Regions from separate parts of the Gossypium hirsutum genome. Here region 2 is linked to region 1. The links are chromatin contacts, called in public Hi-C maps. All regions are on one chromosome and are shown on one strand. Each heading gives the region's core, a stretch centred on a gene start, on an enhancer-like site or on the middle of the called end of the contact. The rest is flanking DNA. Distances are from core to core; before and after follow the strand shown. Region 1 has its middle 47 kb from the start of LOC107918946. Region 2 holds the start of LOC107918946 (transcription factor JUNGBRUNNEN 1).

Region 1 (3,973 bases), core at 1,232-3,731:
CAACGTTAGAATTCATCACCATGTCCAACTCCAACTCCAGCTCCGAGCCCAAAGCCTCAACGATCCTGCATTCGTTGAGACGGCCTTTGCACTTGTAGCTGAAGTTGCTCTTCACTGGAAAATCAGCTTTGCAACCATTTGTTTCAAGGAGTATTATTGTCACCGTAAAAACAAGAAGAATGTGTATGTTTCTCATGTGAATTAATCCCATTTTTGTACTCTCTCTCTCTCTCTCAACTGGCTCAAGGTGGAGGAACAATTAGTGACATTGTTTAATTTATAGACTAGGAGGGATAGAAAAGATTGGGAGTTGTTGCATTTGAAATTGACAAATTAATATTTTATTTAGAGAAGAGACAATATTAGGTGATAATGACATAGGATTCAAAGAGTAGGAATCCCATGTTAAATTAACTTGGATTTGAAAATTAAGTGAGACGTTAGACATTCCCAATTGATGAGAACCTTATTTAACATATGGAAATGGGCTTTACAAAGATTGTATTTGGGTTGTACAATTTTATTTTAACTTTCATAGTGCTGGAATTAGTTTTTTTAATATAAAAATATTTTTTATCCTTTATTATTTTTTAAAAAATTATTACGAATTATAAAATAATATTTTTCTAATATAATATTAACAAGCAAAATTTTGTATAAATATATGGAATTGGTAATTTGGTGTCAAGGGAGTGCTCACCCTATTAGGCACTAAAACGGTGAGAAAACAGTTTCTATATTTGAAGTGTTGACAATTTATTAAACAATTTATATGGATTATGTTGACTATATGGATGATATCTAATTCATCATTGAAAATCATATCACTGTGAGAACTATATATTGTAGATCAGATCGGATTGAATCGGATCACCAAGTCAATCTCTTAGATCATGGATATTGGATTGGATTGAAACTTTAATTGCTTAGCTATCAAGAGTCCATATTTACCCCGGTTACTATTATTATAATGTATTTAGCTTATCTAATTGATGTTTTGATGGGATTATGATAGATCTTCATATGTTAGCAAGTCTCGAGATAATCTATATAATTGAGAGACTTATATATCTGATTGTACGGAGAAAATTAAGCACTTAATTTGTTCTTGTGAAAAACCTTATTGTATGAGTGCATTTTGATATTAAAACTTTTGTGTTGTGATTTTACTTGTTGAATTCACAAAGGGTGAATGTATTTACGGGTGAAGCCATAAACAATTTTTAGGGGGGCCGAAATTAAATTATAATTTTTACGATAGTAAAAATATAATTTTACCATTTTAATAACCTCTATCATTATAACTTCTAAAGGATTAAATCAAAAATTTTCATTTTACGGGGGGGGCCTACCAGCCTCCTGGTTTCGCCCCTGAATTTAGTGATAAGAATATCGAGTCTTCAAGATAGAGAGGTGAAAGAAATTGTCATGGGGTATGATAAATTAGAACAACTTATTTTTAAAAAAAAAATTAATAGAATAACTTATTGATTTTTTTTTTGATAGAATAGAACAACTTATTGTTATTATTGAAGAGAGGGGATATTTTTCTCATTAAGCTAAGCTCCACAAATTTAAAAAAACCGAACTGCATAAACAATTTTATTGTATTCTATTTATTTATTATTTTACATTTAGTGGTAAAGGATTCCCCAATCCCTTATTCTCAACAACGGTTCAAACTAACAATTTAAATAATGTTTTTTGCTCAGATTAAATTACAATAATAAATTATATAAAATATAAAGCCAATAAAGTCACAACACTAACACTATATATATAACAATTACCTAATAATCAATTTCTAGTTAACTCAATGTCGTAAATATAAAAAATTTCTTGACCAAAAAAGATTGACAATTTTAGTTTTATTTAAAAATTTTATAGTGAATATCCATTATACCCAATAAATCATAAAATTTCATGTGCTTACTTACGTCAAATCAATTTAAAAAGTAAATGAGGTATTGATACTTATAAACAATTTAAGTTTAATTTGACAGAAAAAACTTTAAATTGATTTAATGATTTTAAACTTAAACTCAAATAACACGAACTATCAATCAAATTTGAGCACCATAATACTTTAGTGTGCAATTCTAAAATCTTACACAAATAACGCCCTAATAAGAAAATTAAGCTAATTATCTAAGTATAACCAACTAACAACCAATGAAATTATTCTCAAACCAATGAAATGCAAGATAAATAGTTTATTTACATCATAAATGAATCTAAATAATGATAAAATAAGGGATTATTCTAGCTTAAAACAAAGTGTGATAAGGTTTTATCATCTTTGTTGTATCAATTTAATCAAAACTCTTTAATACTTCATAGCCAAGTAAGCTTTTTATACCTGGCCATCAATTGGGTCAAGTGTGGCCAAATTTGAACCTTGCAAATGGACTCCTATGCTGCCCAAAATGTCATTGACTAGTCCTCTAAGTATGCAATCAAGGCCTGCAAAAATTCAGTAAGAATTAAGTCCAATTACTTAAGCTGTATGGGTGGCAAGTCCATATACATCAAACCAAAACCGAGTTCATACACAGTACAAAAAATCGTGCATTTAACCTCTTATTTTAAAGTTATATAGAGAGATTATGAATAATTTTAATATTATATGAAAATATTATCCTAAAAAAAAATAGAAAGTTCATTGACCAAGTAAAATTCCTAAAAATGCTAATTTTTGCTACTTCTTGGATTAGCGGACATGTGGATAGAACTTTCTGGAACAAGTCTGCTGAACTATTCACATTTTCGAAACGAGGTTCAATGGACCCGAACATGAGCTTCCTAAAAATTGATGAGTGGGTTGTTTTCCACCCTTTTATAAATATTTTTGCAAAAAAAATGTCTCAAAAAGATGTAAATTTCCAAAATATAAAGTTTCCAAGTAATTTAAAAAATAAAAATTTTCCTAAATTGGAAGGTTCCGAGGACGGTGAAATTCTTTCAATGAATTTTTCCTTTTACAAATTTCAACTTCACATGTATCATGAATCAACTTAAAATGGATAGAAATTATTTTCTTGAACAAAAAATTTAGCTTTGATTTCATTTGGCATGTCTAACTTTTAGTGATTGGTTCTTTAGATAAAACAAACATTTGTGAATCATTCTTTGTTTTTCCATGGTTTGCATCATACTCAATTCAAACTGCTTATGAATCTAATCAAGTTTTTCACTTCAATATATATTTAAATTATGAAATTATGTTTTTACCTTTATTCTATAGCAACAATTTAAGTAGAAACAAGTTCAAGCTTGAATATAATCAATCTTATTTGAACTCAAAAATTTATAAACGAGTCTAATCAAACTCAAATTTAAAAATTGATATTTAATTAAGTTTAAGCTGAAAATTAAACATTAAATTTTAAGTAGAGCTCAAACTTGCTTCTATTTGAGTTTGACTCAGCCCGATTAACACTTCAATATCAACCTTCTGAATTCAAAATCAAACAAGTATGTTGTATTAGGGACAACTTGATCTATATAAATTAAGTATAAAAAGTTTTGTCTGGTTTGTACGGCAACTAGGGGAAAAGTCATCATATATATATAAAGTGTTACCTAAGAAATAGAGAAAAAATTAGAAGATTTAGAGAGGAACAGGATATTAACTGAATTTGGTTTGTCCCCAGGAAGAAGGTTCTTCAAGACTTGACTATTTGTGCCTAATCGAAACCAAGAAATTAGACTCTTAATATATATATATGAAGAACTTGGACTTTTTTCAACAATGCATTGATTATAATACCAAATAGCAGTCCCTTTTTTCTTTGCTATGTTGACCCTTTAAAGCAAGTTTAATTGTAGCAATATTCTTGGTCTTCGGCATGTCTTGTTTTTTCCATTCTAAACCACAAATTCCACTATTGTATATAAAATATTACGTAAATTTTGACACTTTTCACATTATAAAATTTTAGAATAGAAACTAGGGACCTATTTGATAACGAAA
Region 2 (3,865 bases), core at 1,262-3,761, 47 kb after region 1:
ATTCTTCTTTGATTGATCCTCTGTAAAAAATTACAAACTATTTTCGTGGCTTTTATAGCCACGATTACACTGTTCATTTCTGTTTTACTACTGTTCTTGCTACTTTTCTTACTGCCTATGTATTCTTTTTTGGTCCTCTTTTGCAGGTTCGGCACTCGATCAATGGAGGAGAGAAGGGGGCGCCTTTGCTGTTTTGGTGCAAGGTAGCAGACGCGCATCAAGCCTAGGGACGAGGCGCGCTGACGTGGCACGAGCAAAGGGAGGGGTGCGGCGCACATGAGAACATTAGGGTTTTAGGGTTTCTTAATTAGTTTAGGTTGTAGGCTTGTAATTTTTGGGCTAGGGCTTTTGTATTTTGGGTCATTTGGGCCTCTTTTGTAAATGGACTATTGTATTTGGTTTTTATTTATTTGGTTTGGTTTGGTGGGCCGGGCAAAATTAGTCTGCTACAATGATTTTTTCCATATATTTTTGTATGATTAATTTTTTAATGATCCAACTATTATATTTTATATTCTATTCATATAGATGATGTATGTCAAATTTGACGTGAATTTATAATTTTTAACTATTTGTTATAGATAAAACTTATAATTGTTCAAAAATTTACATGCATGACTATCACAATTATATTGATAAATTCAATGAATAAATCATTAAAATATTGATCATGCAAAAAGATATGAATGGGTGTAAAAACTTTTTTAATTGTACATCGATGTAACATTTCTCTTAAAATTTAAAATCATTTACCAACATTTGTTGAGTCGCGTGATAAGAAATTTAAAGCCTTTCGAGCATGATTTCATATTCAAGTTTTGTAGATTAAAAAACATCAATAAGAAAATTTATTGTTCATTTAGATTTAATCAAAACTTAATGTAATTATCAGACCTAGTGACAAAGGTAAAAGGAGATTTGTAGTAGGGATGAGCAAAACTCGATTTGATTCGAAAAAATCGAAAAAAAAATCGAATTTCGAGTTAAACGAATCGAGTTATTCGAGTTAATCGAGTTATTCGAATCAACTCAAATATTTTTTTCGAATTTCGAGTTCGAATCGAGTTGAGTTTTCGAATTCGAATATCAAACTATAATATTTTACATTTTTACCCCAAACTCCCAAACCTCTTTACTTTTCCCTCAAAACTTTTACTCCTTCCCACTCTCCCCCCAAAACTTTTACTCATCTCCCCTCCCAACCCCCCAATCTACCCAAAATCTATTTTCTACCGAAATTTTACTCTCCCATTTATTTTTTCTCAAAATTTTACTCCCAAAAACCCTCAAAACCTTTTATTTTCCCCCAAAATTTTTACTCCCTCCCACTTTTCCCCTAAAACTTTTATTCCCTTCCCATCTCACCTCCCATCTATTCCAAACCCTCCCCCATCCAATTTTTTTTTAAATATTTTCCCTCCAAAATTTTACTCCACCCTATTTACTTTCCCTCAAACTTTTATTCCCCAAAACTTTTTATTTTTTCCCCAAAACTTTTACTTCTCACCCTTTACTCTCAAATAAAAAATCAAAATTATCCAAAAAACTCACTAAACATAAATAGTAATAATTTTATTTAAATCTACTATTTATATTATTAAATTAAATTTCACATTTTATATTATTTATATTATTGAATTGTTTAGTCATATTGAATATTTATATTAAAATTGAATTATTAATTATGCCATAAAATATTCGTGTTAAAATTTTATATTGGTATCAATTTCACATTTTATTTTTAAAATAACTTTTATTAAAAAATCATATTTTTACATTTAATATATTTTTTAATTCTAAAATACATAGTGACAAGAATCTGAAGATAATTGAAACAACTAAGCAAGCAAATAAGCTAACCAATATATAAAAAATTAATAAATAAATTATGAAGTGATGAAAGTTAATAAAAAATTTGATTAAGGTGGACAAATTTTATTACGATGGGTGACAATGGTTACAAAGACCCAAAATTATTTTTTAAAATTTAACTCGAACCAATATATTCGATTCGATTCGATTCGATTCGAATTCCATCTCACTCGACTCGATTCGAGAAAACTTCAAATAAAGTTAGGATGATAAAATGAGATTCGAAAACTCGATTAACTCGAAAATTTTCGATTCGATCGAATGCTCACCCCTAATTGGTAGTATCTTTCCCTCCTAAATGATAAATTTATCATTTAATCCTTTAAATATTTTATGAAATTATATATTAATATAATAATAAAATTACACTATCATATTCTAAATAAATAATTATTCATATCTGATCCTTCTAAGCAATTCTTTATGTTCGTCCTGATCTAATAGGAGAAAAAAAAAGAACATTTATGCTTTTTATTTTTCTTTTGTTATAATCACATCTAGAATAAAAAATGTTACTTTATCAGTAAATGGAAGACTTTTGTTAATCAAAAAGTCTTGTCTTGACTTAACCTCCCCCCCCCCCCTTGTCCATGTTTATAATTATAAGCTAAACACTTCTGCCACTTTGAGAGACTTGTGTTAACAGAGAAAAAAACCATATACCATAAACTGAGAGAGAGAGAGAGAGAGAGAGAGAGATTAATGGAGAATTCAATTGATGATAATAAAAAGAAAAGAGACGAGGAAGAAATTAAGCTTCCAGGTTTTAGATTTCACCCAACAGACGAAGAACTTGTGGGGTTTTATCTGAGAAGAAAGGTGGAAAAGAAACCGATCAGTATTGAACTAATCAAACAGATTGACATCTATCAATATGATCCTTGGGATCTTCCAAGTAAGCATCTGATTTTTTTTTTTAACATCCTTGATCGTTTCTTCAGTTGAAACTATTTGTTTTTCTTGGATAATATAATTTTTCGACTCAATTTCGTAATTAGGTTAACTTTGATATTTATATTTTTTTTTTGTCTATTTTGACATTTAAATTTAATAACTAAATCTATCTTAATCCGTGAATTTGAAATATATAAAAGATTAGTTATATGAACTCAGAGATTGCACCATATCACCAACTAAATAATTAAATAAAAATTCATAAAAATTTAAATAATAAAATTTTTATTAAATTGGTTTAACTTGTTCAACTTTCAATTTTTGTCCCGATTTATTACTTTTATCAATTTCAAACAGTTTTCAAGCCAATCGATTCAACCCCTTTGTTTGGACCGTTATATCAATCAACTCTCGATTTGTCCAATTCGGTCTTGTTCTAATAACATGGGCCACATCATGAAATATTAATAGAATCTAAGTTTAGAACTCAAATTAGCAACAAAAAAAAAAGTACAAGTACCAAAGTGAACCCAGTTGTCAAGTTCAAGGATAAAAAAATTATATTATCTCCTTTTTATAGATATTACTATTTGATTGAATATTACAAAGTAAATATTTATAAAACCGAGCTTAAAATATGGTTCAAGTCTTTATACTTTAAATTTTTGGAATTTAGTTCTATTTTTTTAATTTTAAAATTCGAGATTAAATTTGTTGGTGTGATATTTAAAAAAACCTAAAAATAATACTCACTTGATGTAATAATGTTAAAAAAAATGATGTTGTAATAAGCTTGAAAGAATTGTTACGGTATTAATAATTAGACTTTTATTTTTACATTCAAAAAATAAAAAAAAAATTCTTAAAAATAAAAATAGATAAGCTATATTTCAAACTTATAAAAAATACAAAGACTTGTCGTAATTTTACAATCTTAAAATAATTATAACAATTAGTAATAAAAAAATTTATTAGTCCGAATGAACAATTTAAAGGTGAAAAAGAGTTATGGATGGAAGTAAATTTTGTATAAAAGAAAATTTACCTTTTAACTTTTATAATAATTTTTTTATTTAATATAAAATTTTGTAATAAAAAA

What was found. Hi-C and Micro-C count contacts between places; a contact is called where the count stands out from the background.
Region 2: a Hi-C map of leaf shows a contact between it and region 1, with 3 times the contacts expected there. The contact joins the promoter of LOC107918946 here to the enhancer-like site in region 1. A contact is called at or near these places in 8 of 34 Hi-C or Micro-C datasets (anther, callus, fibers and 2 more).

What each region holds. Positions count from the first base shown.
Region 1 is chrD07:10,766,245-10,770,217 of Gossypium_hirsutum_v2.1, forward strand. No RefSeq gene overlaps it. Among protein-coding and RNA genes, the nearest start is that of LOC107918946, 47 kb to the right of the region's middle. Within about 2 kb of position 2,482, at least 1 of the 9 cell types and tissues checked has an H3K27ac peak or open chromatin away from gene starts, as enhancers often do. A contact at or near this core is called in leaf, where this site is marked.
Region 2 is chrD07:10,813,045-10,816,909 of Gossypium_hirsutum_v2.1, forward strand. It overlaps LOC107918946 (transcription factor JUNGBRUNNEN 1), which reads left to right and starts at 2,512. Exons shown (of 3, transcript XM_016848505.2): 1 at 2,512-2,767. The coding sequence starts at 2,575.